2 separate regions of the Gossypium arboreum genome follow, and region 2 is linked to region 1. The links are chromatin contacts, called in public Hi-C maps. All regions are on one chromosome and are shown on one strand. The core of a region is the stretch at or near the end of the contact, and the rest is flanking DNA. Distances in the headings are between cores, read along the strand shown.

Region 1 (4,169 bases), core at 1,550-4,049:
GTACTTCTCATGTCATCATCTGGAGCAACCACACTGCTCCTAGGGCTCGGTGACTTCAGTTTTCGGGTAGGCATGGAGACTGGCTTAGGAGTAGAAGGGGATTGCAGACTCGAAGTTCGGCTTGGCTTTTGACTGGCCTTCAGGGATTGTTTATCCAAATTGAGTTGGTAACGAGCATAAGCTTTGCTGATGTCTCCTCCGAAGCTGCTGCGTCCACTCTTCACGGATGACTGATCATTGTTCTGTTCTTTTTCTGCCATGCCACGACCCTCCCATGGCCGAGCTGCCATCCAACGTTCCAACCAGCTCCAACCCCAGGACGGATTGTTCAGATCCATGAATAGTGCATTCATAGATCTTGAAGCATTCTTCCAGGTTTGCTGTCAGACACATTACTTTGTTAACTTTTCAAACACTTGAATGCCAAAGGACTAGTTCTCTGGTAGAACTCCCACCTTAGAAAGTGTCATGTTTAAGCATTAGGATAAGCTACTAGCATGGAAAAGGGTTAACGCAAGGTCACCTGATGAGTAAATGAATACGCCATGGCCTTTTCTCGTCTCATAGAGGCCTCATGCTTGCTCAATAAGCTTGCCTCAATTTGTTCCTTTGACTGCAGGCTGTCATCCCAGTCTTCCCCCATCTATTCAAACATTCAAAAACATTTCGAGAAGGAACCCTTACAAAACGCAAAGGGAACTTTTCTGATGAGAAACTAAGTGGTTATATACAAATACACAGTCCTTTAGGGAACTCAGGTTGACTGCAATGACAAAATTCAGTCCAAAATCCCCAGTATGGTGTACATAATAGCTAAATCAATACTCTTATTTGTTTGTAATAGAAAGATGATTGTAATTCTAGGACATAGATCTGAAAAAAAAAACCAATTTGCAGCAGTCTGACTTCCATATCACATTTACTAACTTTGCCATTAATTCAAGCAAGTGAATCAATATCATACATAAGTGAAAGTGGGCGATTTACCTGCAAGTTTACAATCTCTTTTGCATGTTTCTGCAAGAGTTGCCTTTGAAGAGCCTGATTTTCTTCTGTCATCCGGATTCTCCTCAAGCGAATCTGACAGTGTACACGAGAAAGTTTTTGCATGCACCTAAGGGTACCGGCTGCTTGCCGTTTAACTATTGGTCCTTCCATCATTGATTTCAGTCTCACCAGTCCTCGTAAAGCATGCAATGCCCTTTTTGCCTGAAAAGGAAGAAACCATAATCAGTCGAACTCAAATCCATTGCATAAATTCCATTCATGGCAAAAATACAATCAAGAGAGGTAGTTGGGGTGTGGGTTTCAAACATGAAATTATCACCTAACTTGACCTGAGTCCCTTTAAAAAAAGTCTCTTCAACAGTGTAATTGATAAGAACTCATACATTCCCCTTCTTGTATAAATAATCCACAATAAACTCAAGCCATTATCAAGAAAAAGTTTCATAAGGGTGTTTTTGGAATGTATCATTGTATCCTAATAAGAAGTTGCAACACATACAAGGTAAACTCGGAAAGCGGTTTGAATTTTGATGGCTGCCACTTCTTCATTAGATTTTCCAGCAAACCGTGGACCTGTGTTGGATTGACGACGAACGACATCCGCAACTGCCTCAGCTGGAGCGGCCAAAGCCACAGCAGCAGCAGCAGCAATGGCAACTTCCACAGGGTAAGTTTGCTCGCTCGGTTCAACCTCGGCTTCGATTAATTTCACCTCTTGTGGCTGGGGAGGAGGGGACAACTTGAGAGTTTCTAAAGTGGCTGCATCAGAATCATTGGAACCCAAATCCACTTGCTTTCCCAAAACCTTTTCTTTGGATTTCTGAAAAAAAACATAGCAATAAAGAAAATTAAAAACACTCATTGAAGACTAATAAACTGTGGGTAATTTATAGCTGAATTGGACTTCTTTCAGACCTGGGTTTTCTTTTCCTTGGATTCTGGGGTGAAGGCTTTCTTTAGTGAAGACAACCATTTTCCTTTCTTCCCCATCTTATCTTATCCTAAATGTAATTTTTTAAATGGAAAAAAGAATAGCCTCTTCTGATTGCATCTGGAATAGGTAAAAAATGGTCAACGGTTTCTCACTGTAAAATAGTACTTTTTTTAGAAATGAAAATTCTCATTCTCCAATCAATATTCACAGAAGCAAAATTGCAAATAGCTAATAAATGGTAATAGCAGATCTACCATAAAGCATAAAGGCAAAAATCAAATATTAAACACTGCAAATTAGGAAGGAAAATGAAACTGAAGTCAAAAAGAGAAAAATCCCATGATTTCTCCGTTAAAATCTAAACAAGTTTTTAACTTAAGATTACTAACAAATTGGGAAACAACCCAGATTTTGAAAGACAGTTAACATTATAATGCCACAGAGAATTCAAACAAAAAAAGCCAAAAAAAAAAATGCATCTTTGAATTGGGGTCCATGAAAAAAAAATAGAGAAACCAAAAGTAGCAAAAACTACCTGAGATTATAATAATGCCCAGATCTCAAAGAACTCGAAGGGTCATCTTTCCAAAATACAAAAAAGATAAAAAAAAGAAGAAGATAAAAACTTGAAAGGGTCACAGTTTCTTTAGTTGCATAATGTAGTATAGAGAGGAAGAAAAAGATAAATAGATCTTGAGAATGAAGCTTTTGGAGAATATGAAACAGCTGTTTTGGTAGTGTGACCCACTTCTTTGCCCAGTGCTTGATTGGTTGGAAAATAAAACCTACTCATCTACCTATGTTTTCTTTTGCCCCCCAAACTTTTGGTAACTAAAACAGTTAAAAAGATAAACAATGTTTTTCTCTATCGTTTTCAAGTTATAATAATGGCATGCCAGTTCAGTGTACCAGTGAAAACTGAAAACTCGACCTTAAAACTTCCAAGAGCGTTGGACTGTAATTTTTTTTTTTTTAACCTTACCAAATCAATACAATGTGACCGGATCTATTCATAGAGTAAATATTCACTGACGGCCAGATGAGGTGGCCTGTTTTTTAACCGAATACCAATTATTTTTAATTAAATCTTGATTTAAATATAACTTAAATTTTAAACTAAAATTAGATATAACTAATCAAGATAAAAAAAATTATATCTTTAATCAAATATAAACATAAATTGAATTCTTTATATTCAAAATTCTTTTTTTCTTTTCTTTTATTTTCTGAAAAATAAAATTAAGCAAGCAATAAATTTATTTAAACCTTCTTGGATATTCCCAAGCAAGTTTGATTAGAAGCCGAATATGGATGAACCGAAGAGAGAAAGGGAGCATGGAACCAAACTAGTTTGGATAAAATTGAGGGTAAGTTTCGTATGGTGGTTGTTTTAGTCATTGACAACGTAGTTTCGAGAGGCGAGAATATTATAAGAAAGGTAGATAAGGTGGCCGTAGGGGTTGGTTTGGAGGTTGAAGGAATGGGCTTGGGAAGCTTTTTTTAGGGTGGACTGCCATAAGTCACAACTGGTTAGGTCTTCGAGTGAGACAAGCTTGCAGACTAGGTCATTGAGAAATTCAAATTGGTTCATCAAGGTGGCAGTGGATGATGATGGTATGTAATAGTGGGGTGAGAATCTGTGAGGCAAGTTTTATTTTGGTTTCAACTTTTGCCTTTTCTTATTTCGGAAACATAAAAAAGTTATATTAAAAGAAATGGAAAGCATACAAAAAAATATGTTAAATGAAATGGAAAAGGGAGAAAAACGGAAGGGGAAGTAAAAAAGAATGGAAAAACAAAAAAAAAAAGGAAGTGAAAAGAACATAAAAGAAAAAATTAAATTGCTCAAAACGAAAAAATATAGGGACCAATTGTATAATTTAACCTAAAATTTTTATTTGAAATGATTATTTAATATGTCATATCAGCTTATCGTTACACCATTAACGATAATTAACAGTTCAATGACTAAAATATTACAAATCGATTATGTAAGTGACTAAGGGTGGGTTTGAATAGGCAGCACTTTTACTTGCGGTTAGTATAAAAAACGGTAGCAGTGAGATTAGATACAATAACGATACTGTAACATGAGACAAAAAGTAAGCTAAATGCACCGCACCAATCGCCCATTCAAACCTACCCTAAAACATAACATTTCAAGCATTAGTGACTAAAATGTAACTTGAAACAAACAAAAGTGACTATTTTGATAACACATCAATTC
Region 2 (3,941 bases), core at 494-2,993, 550 kb before region 1:
TCTCCTCTTCCACTGTATCAGGTTTGGAATCTTGTGCAAATCTGGCAAGACGTGCTTTCTTTTTGGCCTCCTCATCAGTAGCCGTAGTGGGTACAGAAAGCCCAAACCTGAGAAACAACAATAAAAATGACAAACTGAATAAAAATGCAAATGTAAGCCACATATTCACCCCCATAAAGGGTATATAGAATAAAACCTCTCTGCTCTGGCTTTCCTCTTCATGTCCTCCGATTGCTTAGATGCTTCTGATCCATTCATGCTGGGCACAGTACCGAACCTGCAAAATGGTTGGTCCACACTCAACAAGTTAGAAACAAAAAGAAGTCAAAAAATGGAAGGCAACATCCACAGCTACAGCTTTACCACCAACAAAACTCTTCTATTACAACATTTTAAGGCTCTGTTACAGGAAAACACTATCTTTCCAGCCATTTTCAAATTGGTTTGCACGTTCCCATCAAGGAACACTAGCAACCCAATTCAGTAAGATTAAAGTCCCTTAATAAATTGTTCACTCCAAAATTATAACGTAAAACAAATCATTCAGGAACTTCAAAATTTATCTATTCATTTAATTAGAATTATGTATTTATATTAAAAACCACACACACACACACACACACAAAAGTTCCAAAATACTTCTTATATTCCAATTCATAGTATTTTGTTCTTACTAAACTTAGCTGGATAAGACTACCCTATCGAATTAGGTTTCACAAAAGTAGCAAGTTACCTTTCAATTTTCGTTTTGATATCAGACTGATCTCCAATCCTTGTAACACTGTTTTAAGAAGCCATATAGTTTCTCTCTAATTATATAGAACTAAGTTAGGATTTGCCTTAAATTGCCAAGTTGTCCCAGGCGAACATGCAAGCAAGCTTAGTAACTAGGTAAGACTCTGATCTGATAGGGTTATACTCACCTCTAGAGAATCAACGGATAAATTAATAAAATCCAAAATACGATAAGCTCCAACATGAAGAGCAAGACAAAAGGAAAAACTAGAGGAACGAATTCAATAGCAATAATGAATGGTTCTAAGCACCTCAAGATCCAAGAATCGAATGGCATTTCAAGAAATTTATCCGAATAGACATTTCCAGAAATCAATCAAAATAAAAAATCAAATTCTTCTCTTATCGTTAGAAGTTCTGATCGACTAGGTACAAAACCAAAAAGAAAAACCCTGAATTCCCGATAAACCCGGGGAGATTAAAGTAGTTACCTCTCAGCCCTAGAATTACGCTTCTCTTGCTCAGACAACTGGACCGGTACGCCGAACCGCTCAGCTCGGCGAATCTTCTTCTGGATGTCGTTAACGGGAGCGCTGCCACCCCCAGAGGCGGAGCCCCCAGCAGTCCCGCCAGTCTTCCAACCCTTGCTCTCCTTAAGAGGTACTTCAGAAGCAGAAATATCAGAGCTAGGAGGATCTAACTTATCGGTGGAAGGCAGAGCGGGCTCGGCGGTCTTCTTAGAGATCGGTTCTGCGGATGAATTGGCGACGGAGGATGGAGCCGCGGAGTTCCTTGCGGTAGCGAGGGGTTTATCGGTGGTGGTTGCCATGGGAATGGTAGGTAGAGTTGCGTGAAGAGGAGGAGCCGAGACCTAAGAGAGTGAGCGGTGAGGGTCACTGTCTTCTCTTACTCGCTGGTTAAGGATTAAGGAAAAAGGCTAAGGATTAAACAATAAAGGCAAGAAGGTTTTTCGTTTCGCCTTTCTTCATTCGCTGTTGTTGGGCCGGATGGCCTGCTAAGACCGACTCTCAATTAACGTACTTTTTATTTTGAGTTAGAAGTTAATTAAGGATAAAATTAATTAAAAATTTAAAAATATTCAGTTGAATCGAGTTTTAGTTGTTTTAACCGGTTTATAATGGTTTTTGATTTAATCATTTCAAAATTACTCTCTATATTGATCATTCGGTTACTTCCGATCCAATGGACTAATTGAGTCCTGTTCAAACAACATTGATTAAAATATTCTTAAAATTTAGTCATTGTACTTAAAAAAATAAAAAAGAAGTCTTCTTATTTATTTGATTTTAAGATTTCAATCTAAATATTAATATTATTTGTACTTTTTATCAAAATTTATCAAATTGATGTGTTAATTAAATTGTTCTCATATAACGTCACATATGATTGGCTAAAATAAACATGTTAAGTTTACAAATTTTGACAAAAATTAAAAACAACAATAATGATTAAACTAGAATTTTAAATTGAAAAAGTAGAATAATTAAATTTTAACATTTAAAGTATAGGAACTAAATCTCAAATTTTAAATAAGTACATGAACTAATAGCATATTTTAACAACTAAATAATTAAAATAATTTATTGAGAGAGTTATAATGGTGTTAAATTTTTTTTTAATTGTTTCTTTAGATTTTTAAACATACATTAAGAGGATTATAATCTACAAAATAATTTATTGAGCGAGTTGAGGGTTTACTAAAATAGGTTTGCTTAGTTTCAAGTCTCAAGACAAGAACTCCTTTGTTTCAAGACACATAAACATCGAAGTTAAAGGTTTGAAACATGATAGATATGTCTCGAGACCTATCTAGAGACATAAGATGCCAAGTCTAGAGATATGAACCCCAATGTCTCGACATTCTATCATCGAAAAAAATTTAAAAAAAAATCAAAGGGATAACATGTCCTAAGACATCCAATTGAGTTTTGATTCGAGTTTGAACCCCATATAATTGATCTGTCTCAATTTACAATGGCAAGTTAAGCTCTTTTCATGACTCAAGGAGCTTGTATTCAAGTAGTTTTACGTTTTTAATGTTTATTTTAGAATTATTTAATTTTTAGTTTTAATTGAATAAAACGATCTTTCAGTGTGGTTTTATGACCTATTAGGCCAGTTTGGGCCTAAGGGAAGATTGATGTGTTGATTGAGTGTGTAGGACATCGTCTTAGGCTGAAGAGTTAATCCCCAAAATGTCACAACATCAAAGATGGATTTCGTGACATCCAACTTCGAAGCAAAAAGGAGCTTCAAGGCATTAATATTGCAACAACCAACTATCACTGTCGTGACATCCAACTTCAAACCTAAAGAAATTATATTCAAAGTCTAATGTCACAACAACCAATTTTGAAGCAAAAAAGGGGTGCAATCAATGTTCAATGTCGCAACATCAGTCCTGTGATGTCGCAACACCGGTTCAACGAGGCCCAACTTATAGATAAGGGTGTTTTCATCTACACAATGATAATTAACACATTGAATAATTTGTAACTCGACCTAATCTAGTCATCTAACCCTTACATCATAAATATTAAGCTCTTAGAACCTTATTAAGAGGGTTCCATCAGAATTTAACGTTTCAATTTTCTTTCTCTACAAATTAGGGGTTAGTTTATTTTATGTTTCTGTAAGCAGAATCTTTCTATTTTGTTGTTAGACAATCAAGAGTGGAGGATATCCTGAACACGCACTTTCATCTCCAAATATATATGAGCATTCTCTATCCCTTTCTTATTATTTATTTATGTCTCCTTCTTTAACTTAGTTTAATTGAATATTTGTATAAGTAATAGAATAAATTGTGTCTTATCGACATCTCCCATGATTCAATTGTTTAATTTGATTAATTGAATAAGTAAATAATTATCTAAAATAAAGTATTTATTCAAGAGATTTGGTATACTAGGATTGATGACTTTAGTAGAATATTTAGACAGGTGGACTGAAAGGGTATCCTATTGCGTAGACTTGTACCACCTGTCAAAATATTCTACTAGTGTCGTCAATCCTAGTATACCAAGTCTCTTGAATAAATGCTTAATTTTAAATAATTATTTACTTATTCAATTAATCAGATTAAACAATTGAATCATGCGAGATGTTGATAAAACACAATTTATTCTAATACTTATTCAAATATTCAATTAAACTAAGTTAAAAAGGAGACATAAATAAAGAAT

The links. Hi-C and Micro-C count contacts between places; a contact is called where the count stands out from the background.
Region 2: a contact with region 1 is called in a Hi-C map of leaf, with 4 times the contacts expected there. The contact joins the promoter of LOC108464234 here to the promoter of LOC108455779 in region 1. A contact is called at or near these places in 2 of 5 Hi-C or Micro-C datasets (both in leaf).

Annotation. Positions count from the first base shown.
Region 1 is chr13:53,013,257-53,017,425 of ASM2569848v2, reverse strand. It overlaps LOC108455779 (protein IQ-DOMAIN 2-like), which reads right to left and starts at 2,799. Exons shown (of 6, transcript XM_017754330.2): 1 at 2,478-2,799; 2 at 1,924-2,059; 3 at 1,508-1,828; 4 at 988-1,209; 5 at 524-643; 6 at 1-380. The coding sequence starts at 1,998.
Region 2 is chr13:53,562,043-53,565,983 of ASM2569848v2, reverse strand. LOC108464234 (protein MODIFIER OF SNC1 11) reads right to left here and starts at 1,743. Exons shown (of 6, transcript XM_017764411.2): 1 at 1,227-1,743; 2 at 197-277; 3 at 1-107. The coding sequence starts at 1,564.